3 separate regions of the Sus scrofa genome follow, and all the other regions are linked to region 1. The links are chromatin contacts, called in public Hi-C and HiChIP or PLAC-seq maps. All regions are on one chromosome and are shown on one strand. Each heading gives the region's core, a stretch centred on a gene start, on an enhancer-like site or on the middle of the called end of the contact. The rest is flanking DNA. Distances are from core to core; before and after follow the strand shown. Region 1 holds the start of PICALM (phosphatidylinositol binding clathrin assembly protein). Region 2 has its middle 80 kb from the start of EED. Region 3 has its middle 80 kb from the start of PICALM.

Region 1 (3,478 bases), core at 642-3,141:
CCATTCATAAGAGTGTTACTGAATTATCTAAAACAATCAAGGATTGATGGTTAATAAGCAGCCTGCCTCATCCACATATCAGAGAGAAGAACCAAATAGTAATGATGTTTTTTTAAACTTTTCCACAAGGAAGGAACAAGTCACAATGAATAATGGGTTTGTCTGTACCAATAACTTGTTCTAACAGTACTTCACGAGCAAAGTATCTTGGAAGAATTCACATTTTGTACACTTTTTTTTAAGCGCAAACCTTACTGCCAAAGTCCAAACGAGAAATCAAAACAGGACTCTCTCATCAGTGAATTCCCTTTCAGAACATGCTCACTCTTGCTTCAAATAGTAAAGCAAAGTAACGTTCATGTAGAATGAAAGGACGTGTCCAACAGCCATTTTTTTAAAAAGAACTTATTATTATGCCTTTTTCTCTATGTTTCCTTGAAAAGTTTCAGATCAAAACTCCACTAAGTCAAAGCTTGAGTAATCACTGATCTTTGTACCTTGAGGTAAAGGAGTGTTATGAAAAAGGAGGATATTACAGGTGGCTTCCAGGTTTGGAAAAAGTTGGGAGGAGTTAGCTCTACTAATGGTATATACAAGTTAGTGAATGGTGTAATACCATGCCGTGTAAGAAAAGCTAGTCCTCCAAAAGATAACCAGCATAAATTAAAACGGAGTCCAAACTCAAGCCTCACCAAGTATCTTTTCACCAGTTTTTAAAAAGATGTACGTTATCTGTAGGTCAGATTATTAAAATAGTAGACTATCATAAATGCCAATAGTCTACTCTTCCGCTCAAGTTTCTACATTCAAACCGTCAGGTTTAACAGCTCTAGGAGATGACAGCAAAAATCAGCAAACCCTTTTCCATATACCCATTAGAAAGAAAGGGGGCGAGGGAGGTGCCTGACACAACTTATCCTAGTCAAAAGCATGGAAAACACAAAGATTAAATTCCACTAGAGGTGACTTAAAAATGCCAACGTTCCACAAAGCTTTTCCTACCCCAACGGAATCCCTTTACATCCACCCCCCCTTGAAGAAAAGTGGTCTGGGATAAAAGTCGGGCATTGACCATGATATTTCAAATGGGACGACGGAACCTAACGGAAGCTACAGAGGCAAAGAAAGGTAACCCAAGGCGGGGGGGGGGGGGGGAGGGAGGTGGATGAGAAACCCGGGAAGGACAGGGACAGAGGCGGATAGTGGGAATCGCTTCAAAGGAGGCAGCCCTCAGAGCGGCAGAGAAACTGGGATCCGGGTCCACCGAACCCGGCGTTCACGGAAACCCGAAGGCGGCTCGTAGGGAAACAATAGGGCGGTGAGACGGAGAGCAAGCGGGGAGACGCACGGGAGAGGGCGGCTAGGCAGCACCGGACGGGTGGGATGAAAGAGCAGAAGGCTGCAGGAGAGAGATAGAGGCCGGGAGGTGGGGAGCCAGAGGGAGAGGCAAGTTGGTCGGTGGTGAGAGGGTATCGCGGCGCACCGGGCAGGGAAGCGAGGGTCCCCGAGGAACCCGGAGGGGAGTGGCTTGTCAGGGATTCTTAGACAGGGAACGGAAGCCGTGAAGGCAGGTGTGATGGAAGCAAAAAGAACACAGCTCGGACGCGCACAGGACCCGCCGAGCCGGATGAGACGCAGGGAGGTGAGAGGCAGCTGAAGAAGAAAAGAGATGAGAAGAAAGACAGACGCGGGTCGCGGGGGGCCGTGGTCGGCTTCACTCACAGTCCAGGTGCTTTTTCTTGGGCCCCATGATCTCGTGGGTCGTGGCCTTGCATACTGTCTTGGATACGGCAGAGCCGGTGACACTGTGCTGGGCGGCGGTGATTCGGTCCGTCAAGCTCTGGCCGGACATCTCTGCGGCTCCTCCGCCACCCCTCCCGCTCGGCAGCCGGCGGGGACTGGGACCCCCAAGCGCCGGAGGACCCCCACCCCCCCACCGCACCCCCTACCCCCACCGGCTCCTTCTCCGCCTGCCGGCCTGGGGCGGGGCTCAGGGCCGCTTGCTGCCACCCAGCCAGGCAAGAACCGGCTCTTGTCACCCGCGGGGTCAGGCACGGTGTCGGGCACTCCCCTGCCCCCGCCTCAGCTCAGCCCACCCCTTCCCTGGTCAGCTGGAGCCGGGCAGGGCAAGAGGGACAGGCAGCTGCAGGAAAATGGCGGCGCCAGGCTCCTCCTCGGAGCTTTCCGGGCTGCCCGGGTCACGTGACTCGGGCGCCGCCCCGCCTTCTCCTTCTCCCGCCCCTTTTCCCTTCTCTTTCCTCTTCGACGCCCGCCCTCCCTCGCTCGGCGAGGGAAGAGCGGGGCGGCGCCCGCGCGTTACGTGATGGAACCCGCCCGGCGGGCGCAACAGGAGGCCCTCCCGGGCGGAGTGCGGCGGCCCGCCGCGTCACGTGACGTTCCCTGCCAACAGGTCGCCCGAGGCCGGTCTCGCGGGGGTCACAGAGGGGGGCGGGGCGACGCGGGGGAGGGGCGGCGAGTCCGGCGCGCTGGGGAGGCACGTATGGCTTCTTCCCGCTCCCATCCCAAGGGTATCCTAGTGTCTGCGGTTGGAACCAACGTCTTGACAAAGAGGAGATGCAGCTGACTTCGCAGCTCCCGCTGAGGAAAGGGGTGTCAGAGCTCCCCGGGCGTTCCTAGCGGGATCCAGAATGTGTTTAGGGATGCCCCCAAAGCCAGCCTCCAGGCTTGAAGGAGAAGGTCTCCGCTGGCCCACTCTCAGAACCTGCCACCAGGCCTCTCCCTGCTGTGGATATCGAAGCTGTCCCTGCTTATTTACCCCCAGAAGGGTTGGGCTTTTTCCCCTTTTTCTTGAGAGGTTTGGCATTGTCACCTGTATTTGTTTATCCCTTCTCTGAAAACTGCCAGTCTAAATTTGGATACCAGTGAGCCAGTATTGTTCCTCTAGGGTGTCAAATAGGACAGGAAACACATAGCTGCACTGGAATTTGAAAAGGGAAGTAGTAGGATGATGTCAACAAAGATTAGCTTGACCCTACAAGGCTGACTGCTGTGGTGATTAAAGGTTCAGACCATAGAAGGAAGTGAGAGGGTGGTAAATGGAGAAGTCCCTTTCAGAGAACCCAGACATCACTACCTGCCATCTCCCCTGGTTTGGTCTTTGTTCTCTTTGGCCTCTTTTTTCTCCGTGTAAACCAGATTTCCAGTGAAAGAAGACACTGACCCTGTCCTGTGGGCATTTTAGAGGAATCGTTATATCCTGTGGCTCTGTTCAAGAAGATCCAGATCTATTAACAAAGTCTTTTTAAATGTTATTAGGGCCCCACTTTCAACACAAGTTTAAAGATAAATTTTTAAGTCTCCATGAATATTAAATTACCGTAATAGTCCTATGTACTCTTGCTAGTTTTGAATGAAATGCTAACATACTCAGTCTGTGTACACCATCTGCCAGCCAGTCCAAAACACTGTGCTTCAATCTGGTGACTCTCAAAAGATGCAAAGCTAATAGATAGTTAAC
Region 2 (3,478 bases), core at 272-2,771, 96 kb after region 1:
TTTCTGTGACATTCCATTCTCTGGGGTCATCTCCTACCTCTCTGGGAGCCCCACAGGTCAAGTTCTACCATGACATGTGTCAAACACACAGGGTTTTAAGCATCTCCCTATTTTGCTCTTCCTACTAGACAAAAAGCTTTGCATCCTACTTGCTTTTCTCTCCCCATTTCCCACATATAGTGGCACTAATTAACATTAGGTGAATGAATGAATGGATGAATTAGTAAAGGAATGGATAGACATCTCTAGAGCAAACTTGTGCCAGTGGAGTGCCACTCTGGAGGTAGGAATGCCAAATATCAGAGGCAGGTTGGAGGACCACTTTTGAGACCTTCAGCGCCCCTCTATGCTACAGACTAGTGCCTCCTTTGCCTGTATTTAAGGTTAGTTTTAAGAAAAGAAATGCTGCTCCCGAGAGCAGGGAAAAGGCAGCATCTTATACCTTAATTTCTCCGAGTCCTGTCTGGCCTCATTTCTTTAGGCCCATTTCTGTGAGCCTGTGCTACTTTGTAGGGCTCTTATTCATGAAACTATTAATGACACCCCTGGTGCTGATATTATACTTGACCTGAATTATGTTTTAACATTAATGCTGTGAAGTTTCACAGAAGAGAGCTAAATTGAAGTTAATACTCACTAGAAAGAAAAGGAGTTGTCTCTAGCTTATTATTAGAAAAATCCTGGCCTTTGGTTTGAATTTTTTTTTTTTTTTTTTTGGTATTAAGACCCTAAAATCCTAAAAAGTCGGACTGACGAGCCAGGCAAAGCATATGCTGGGAGTCCTCAGCCAAAGCCAAATATGAGAAAAGTCAAACAGTGTATAGAAAACAAATAAATGAATCACAGTGTTGGGTAAACTGCTGTTTGGCACAAATCCATGAACACAGACCAAGAAGTGTCTGCAAAAATGTGAGAAATATCTGTGGGAAATATCTCAGGAATAGATCTGAATTTGACCTGAAATCTTGACTGCAACTGACCTTGTCCTATGGGACTAATGCGTCATGTTTTCCATTAGTACATATTTGTTCATCATTTCATCCATAGATCATGGTGCGGCTGTTCCCTGCAGAAAAGAACCATCCTCTATGGTGGCCTTGGTCATTGCTGTGTGTGGCCAGCTGGAGCCAGGGTGACCCACAACCCTGGGAAGCAAAGGTAATAGAATCTGGTGCTTGGAGCAGTGGAGTGGGGCCAGGACCAGGCGTGGGGAGCCCTGGGTCAAATAACTATACACCACATGACATGTTCTTTAAAAAGCCCTGGCCTTACCACAGGCACTAGCATGCAACTGACTATAGACTGTTTAGTCTAATGTCCCATTTGACATTTCATTACAATAAGCTTCTTTAACTCATGGAATTGCTGATTTCAAGGTTAAAGTCTTGTCTGGTAAATATTAGAGATGAAAAGGGATTTGAACTCAAGTGATGTGACCGCAGATCCCATGAGCCTTACCACTGCACCACGCTGCCCGCCGGGAACCACTTGAAAGGACGTTCTGGGAGCATTCTGGGAGCTCAGCTGAGGGAGCTTCATGGCACCCAAGGGGAAAGATTGCCCACGCTTTGTGGAGCAGTGACATCTGCACTCAGCCTCAAAGGATGGGGAGCATTTGGACATATGAATGTTGGCAGTGAGAGTGGAGGAAGAGTTCAGAAAAAAGGAAAGAAGTGTTTCTGGGTCGAGAGCAGCATTAATAAAACATTGAGTGGCAAACACCCAGGACCTAAGGAAATAGCCAAGATCAGTCTGGTTGTATTAGAAGGTGTGAAAACCAAGTGGGGAAAGGGCTGGGGGGTAACTGGAGCTGGACCTCAAAGCTTTGCCCAAGCAGATCATCTTTACCAACCTGCTCCCAGTACTGTGACAAACTGATTAACTTGCCACCAAAAGCCACTCTCAGAGAGGAACTTTGACAACACAAACGAAGAGACGAGAAAGTTAAACCAAAAAACGTCACTCTTCCCCAAGGACCAGCAAGGACAAGGAGAGTTAACCCCCAGGTCCAGTTTTCTGTTTGTCAGCTATGAATATCCTTCCAGATGTCCCAAATCAGCTGCACACTGTCAAACCATTAGATAAATAAGGGCAGACATCAAATACTGCATGGTGATCAGATTCTTGGCAATAATCCTTGATAACCATGAAGGATTCTAAAGCTTCTTTAGAAATAATTAGGGTCTGGCTTACTGTTCGAGCCATGCAAGTAACATGTAATTATAATGTGAAATTCATGTATTTATTTTAGAGCTGGTAAGACCTTTAGAAACCATGCCCACTAATTTTGCAGAGGAAACAAGGCAAGCTGAAAAGGATAAATGAACTCACTTGAAGTCATTCATCAAATCAATAGCAAAATCACTTTTTTTTTTTTGCCTCTTTTTTTTAGGGCCGCACCCATGGCCCAGGCTAGGGGTCCAATCAGAGCTGTAGCTGCCGGCCTACACCACAGCCACAGCAACTCGGGATCTGAACCGCGTCTGTTTCCTACACCACAGCTCATGGCAATGCCAGATCCTTAACCCACTGAGCAAGGCCAGGGATCAAACCCGTATCCTCATGGATCAGGTCCAAGTCAGTCAGTTTCATTGACCGCTGAGTCATGACAGGAACTCCCCAAAAACACTTTCTCAACACAAAATCTTTGGAAAATAGAACAAATGGGTTTTTTTTGCCAATTTATAAAATATGCACAGAAATGTATCCAGTGTTCTGGCCCACCATTCATCCATGAGTCTTTAAAATTCGGTTAAAACACAGTATTCAAATAGGAGACTACAGAATATGATAGAAGATGATATGAGAAAATTAATGTGTGTGTGTATATATATAACTGCATCACTTTGCTGTACAGCAGAAATCGAAAGAACATTGTAAATAAAATTTTTTAAAATGTTGAACACAAAATGCTTTGTGCATAAAAAGTGGTATTTAAAAATATATAATTCAGTAGAGACATTAAAATTAATAATAGCTGCCCCTGCTTGAGCACTTGTTCTGAGCACTTAAAATGCTTTGTCTGATATCATTAGGTCCACAACCCTCACAAACATGCTACTACTATTCCCATTTTATGGTTGAAGAAACTTAAAGAGATCAGTAACTTGCTCATGGTAACCACCTAGCACGGACCAGTCTGGATTCAGACCCAGGACCACCTGACACCAAATTCTGTGTTCTTAAATATTACAGTACCTGACCTCCATAGGCTAGCAGTGGATGGATCCCACCTTTTTACCAGGAAATGTTACTTATTCAGACAAGGTATAGAAACTAGAAGACTTAATCTTTAAGAACTTTTTTATCCATAACTGAAAGCCTCTGGGTAGAAAACACTTTTTTTTTTTTTTGTCTTTTTGCCATTTCTTGAGCCGCTCCCGCAGCATATGGAGGTTCCCAGGCTAGGGGTCCAATCAGAGCTGTAGCTACCGGCCTACGCCAGAGCCACAGCAATGCGGGATCCGAGCCGAGTCTG
Region 3 (3,478 bases), core at 266-2,765, 79 kb after region 1:
TATTTTGGAAAAATTCCCTGGGTATTTTTATTATGCAGCCAGTGTCATAGCTGCTCAATGACTATTTGTTGAAAGAAGGAATGAGTGAATGAACCAAATGGGATCAGAACAAATAAGGCCCAGCTACCCCATCCTTAGGAACGTGAAGACATGATTCTGTCTCCTTCTGAAAGTTGGCTATACATGGAATACATGAAAGAATCAAAATTCTATTCATCTCAACATATTGCAGTAATGAAGAAACAGGGAGAAAATGATGAGCGCTAATATTAGAGATCAATAGGTATTTCCTCTTGTTCTCCCTCCTGATGCAGCCTCATAGCTCAGGGAGTTGCCATCACAATTCTAGCCAGAAACTGAACTTTGACCTTTCCTCCCGTTTTAATTTCGATTTGCAATCCAATCTTTAATTTGGTGGACATAATAAAACATTTAAAGACCTCAAATAAAGAATTTGCACCACTCTAAAATGTAATCATGTGCAGAATAATAACGTAATTGTAATTAACTGCTTTACCGAGTTGGTTTACAAAATTTAAACCGACGGCTGCTTGTAGACCATTAAATCAGGCTCCTCACAATAGAAATAAGAAACCATAGCCAGGGTCTCCACTCTCAAGGAACTTATATATTAGTGGGGGAAGTAAAGACAAACATACTGAAAACCAGAGGACCATGTACAGAGTGTATCGCAACATAAAGAGGGCTTTGGAGACAGACTTTAGGTTTATATCCTATTAACTGCATGATTTCCATAATTCAATTAACCTTCCAGAGTTTTAGCTTCTTCATCAACCAAATGTGGAATTGGATGATTCGATCACAGGATTTTTGTGAGGCTTCAAAGTGACAACAGATGTACGTATCTAGTGCTTTTTGTTAAATCAAATTGTTTTAATTAACAAGCTGTATTCCAACAGCATGGTTTGTTGTCAGAAATGCTGTTATCAAGAGGAGAGATAATATGTAAGAGAAAGAAGCAAACAAGATGGAGAAACAAGCATAAACACACACCAGCCCTCCTATCCCAAATCCCTTAAAAGACAGAAAATACAGCTTTCTTTTTGTCCTCACCCATGGCATGCGCAAGTTTCCCGGCCAGGGATCAAATCCACACCACAGCAGTGACCTGTACCACAGCTATGACAACACTGGATCTTTAACCTGCTGAACCACCAGGGAACTCCAAGATAGCTCTTAAAATCAGTAAGTCCTGACCAGTACCAGCAAACAGGAGAGGAGGCAAAACTGACAAAAATCCGGATAGGATTGGGGTTAGACCGTTAGAGAGCCCAGAGCAGAGAATTAACACAGTGCCAAACACTCCTGAGAGACTATTTGAAGCAAAGAATCTCCAAGCTCCAAGGAAGCAGATAGAAAGCGTGAGAGTGTGTGTATATGAAGCAATCGTCAGGGTTATTAATCTTTAAACTGCTCTCTGAACAACAGGCCTCTTTCCACCTCAGACAGCTGTTGGTGGCAGGTGTTGAACCACAGATAAAACATACAGCTTCGCTCTAAGAAAAGAAATCACCTGCCTGGGGAGGGCACCTGCTGGGGTATAAGGGCCTGTGAGAAAAGCACAGCCGAAAGTAACCCCAGCCACCTTTCACAGACACAGAAAGAGGAAAATGAAGGCGTTCCCATTGTGGCTCAGTGGGTTAAGAACCCAACTAGTACCCATGAGGATGCACATTCAATCCCTGGCCCCGCTCAGTGAATTAATGATCTGGCATTGCCACAAGGTGCGGTGTAGGCTGCAGATGCATTTGGATCTGGCATTGCTGTGGCTATGGCATAGGCCACTGGCTGCAGCACTGATTTTATCCCTAGCCTTGTAAATTCCGAATGCCACAGGTGTGGCCCCCCCCGCCAAAAAAAGGGAAGAAGAAGAAGAAAAAGAGAAAAAGAAAAGCTGTTCTATCCAGGATGTCAACTGTGGCTTCCTTGTACTCTGCCATTTGGGGGTGGATGAAAGATGAAGTGGGAGGGACATGATCCCCAAGCCTGCTCGAAGCACCTCTGCCTGCTCTAAGTACCTTACATGGAAATCTGCAGTCAAAATGTCCCGCTTAGGAGTTCCCGTCATGGCGCAGTGGAAACGAATCCAACTAAGAACCACAAAGTTGCAGGTTCGATCCCTGGCCTCGCTCAGTGGGTTAAGGATCCGGTGTTGCCGAGAGCTGTCGCAGACACAGCTCGGATCTGGCGTTGCTGTGGCTCTGGCGTAGGCTGGCAGCAACAGCTCTGATTAGACCCCCAGGCTGGGAACCTCCATATGCCACAGGTGTGGCCCTAACAGCATCCTAACTGACCCCCCACTCATTGGAGGAGCCTGCAGGGGCAACAACTCAAAAGTGAAGTGAAAACTTAAACAAGATACCTACAAATTCAGCTATCCTTTAAACATAAATGTGAATGGAAAACTAAGCACCAACAGTAACTGAGGAAATTCAATAGCCCTAAAGAAAGGAACTAACAACAACAACGAAAAAAGAAAGATGAACAAACTGAAAACTGACTCCAGAGAAAAGATGGATAAAAGAACCCAGAAAAAAAATTTTTTCTAAATTCTAAATAGCATCATTCTTAGAAAGATGCATGAGGATACTGTAGGAGGCTGCTGTGAAAAGGGAACAAACTGCTTTGACAAAGGAAAAGCAACAAACGAACAAAATGGAAAATTTAAAAGGTGATAGCAAAACTAAAGTAGTAGATAGAATAAATAATAGAATGGATATGCCAAAAACTGGGGATATTTTCCAGAAGCTAAGTGTGAGGACATCTCCCTGAATATATAAAGAAGATCAAGAATGGAAATTACAGCAAGAGACTGCTGTGGATTGAATTGCGTCCCCTTCCTCACAAATTCACATGTTGAACCCGTAATCTCATATGGGGATAGGGCCTGTGAGGAGTCGATAAAGGTTAAATGAGGTCATAGGGTAGAATTTGATTAGCTGCTGCCCTTATAAGAAGAGGAAGATAAATTCCCTCTGTGGCTCAGCATATTAAGAACCTGACATAGTATCCATGAGGATGAGGTTCAATCTCTGGCCTCACTTAGTGGGTTAAGGATCTGGCATCACTGTGAGTTGTGGTGTGGGTTGCAGATGCGGCTCGGATCTGGTGTTGCTGTGGCTGTGGTGTAGGCCGGCAGCTGCAGCTCCAATTCACCTCCTGGCCTGGGATCTTCCATATGCTGAAGGTAGGGCCCTAAAAAGAAAAGAAAAGAAAGAAAGAAAGGAGAAAGACTTGAAGACGAAGAGACACCAGAGCTATCTCTGCCATGTGAGGACATAGCAAGGACAGAGGAAGAAGGCAGCTGTCTGCAGGTCAGGAAAAGAACCCTCATCAGAAAATGAGTCAGCCAGCACCTTGATCTTAGCCTCCAGAACTTTGAGAAAATAAATTTCTATTGTTTAAGCCACATAGCTTGTGGTATTCTGCTATGGAAGTCCAAGCAGAGTAATGCAGA

What was found. Hi-C and Micro-C count contacts between places; a contact is called where the count stands out from the background. HiChIP or PLAC-seq counts read pairs in DNA pulled down with a chosen protein or histone mark.
Region 2: an H3K27ac HiChIP or PLAC-seq map of skeletal muscle shows a contact between it and region 1. The contact joins the enhancer-like site here to the promoter of PICALM in region 1. A contact is called at or near these places in 2 of 5 promoter capture datasets (fetal liver and liver), 9 of 47 Hi-C or Micro-C datasets (alveolar macrophages, blood, embryonic fibroblasts and 3 more) and 2 of 2 datasets of contacts at active chromatin or transcription factors (alveolar macrophages and skeletal muscle).
Region 3: a contact with region 1 is called in a Hi-C map of liver, with 2.1 times the contacts expected there. The contact joins the enhancer-like site here to the promoter of PICALM in region 1. A contact is called at or near these places in 1 of 5 promoter capture datasets (liver), 11 of 47 Hi-C or Micro-C datasets (alveolar macrophages, blood, embryonic fibroblasts and 3 more) and 2 of 2 datasets of contacts at active chromatin or transcription factors (alveolar macrophages and skeletal muscle).

Annotation. Positions count from the first base shown.
Region 1 is chr9:19,945,023-19,948,500 of Sscrofa11.1, forward strand. It overlaps PICALM (phosphatidylinositol binding clathrin assembly protein), which reads right to left and starts at 1,892. Exons shown (of 21, transcript NM_001246270.1): 1 at 1,723-1,892. The coding sequence starts at 1,852.
Region 2 is chr9:20,041,315-20,044,792 of Sscrofa11.1, forward strand. No RefSeq gene overlaps it. Among named protein-coding and RNA genes, the nearest start is that of EED, 80 kb to the right of the region's middle. Within about 2 kb of position 1,522, at least 6 of the 83 cell types and tissues checked have an H3K27ac peak or open chromatin away from gene starts, as enhancers often do. A contact at or near this core is called in skeletal muscle, where this site is marked.
Region 3 is chr9:20,024,771-20,028,248 of Sscrofa11.1, forward strand. No RefSeq gene overlaps it. Among named protein-coding and RNA genes, the nearest start is that of PICALM, 80 kb to the left of the region's middle. Within about 2 kb of position 1,516, at least 11 of the 83 cell types and tissues checked have an H3K27ac peak or open chromatin away from gene starts, as enhancers often do. A contact at or near this core is called in fetal liver and liver, where this site is marked.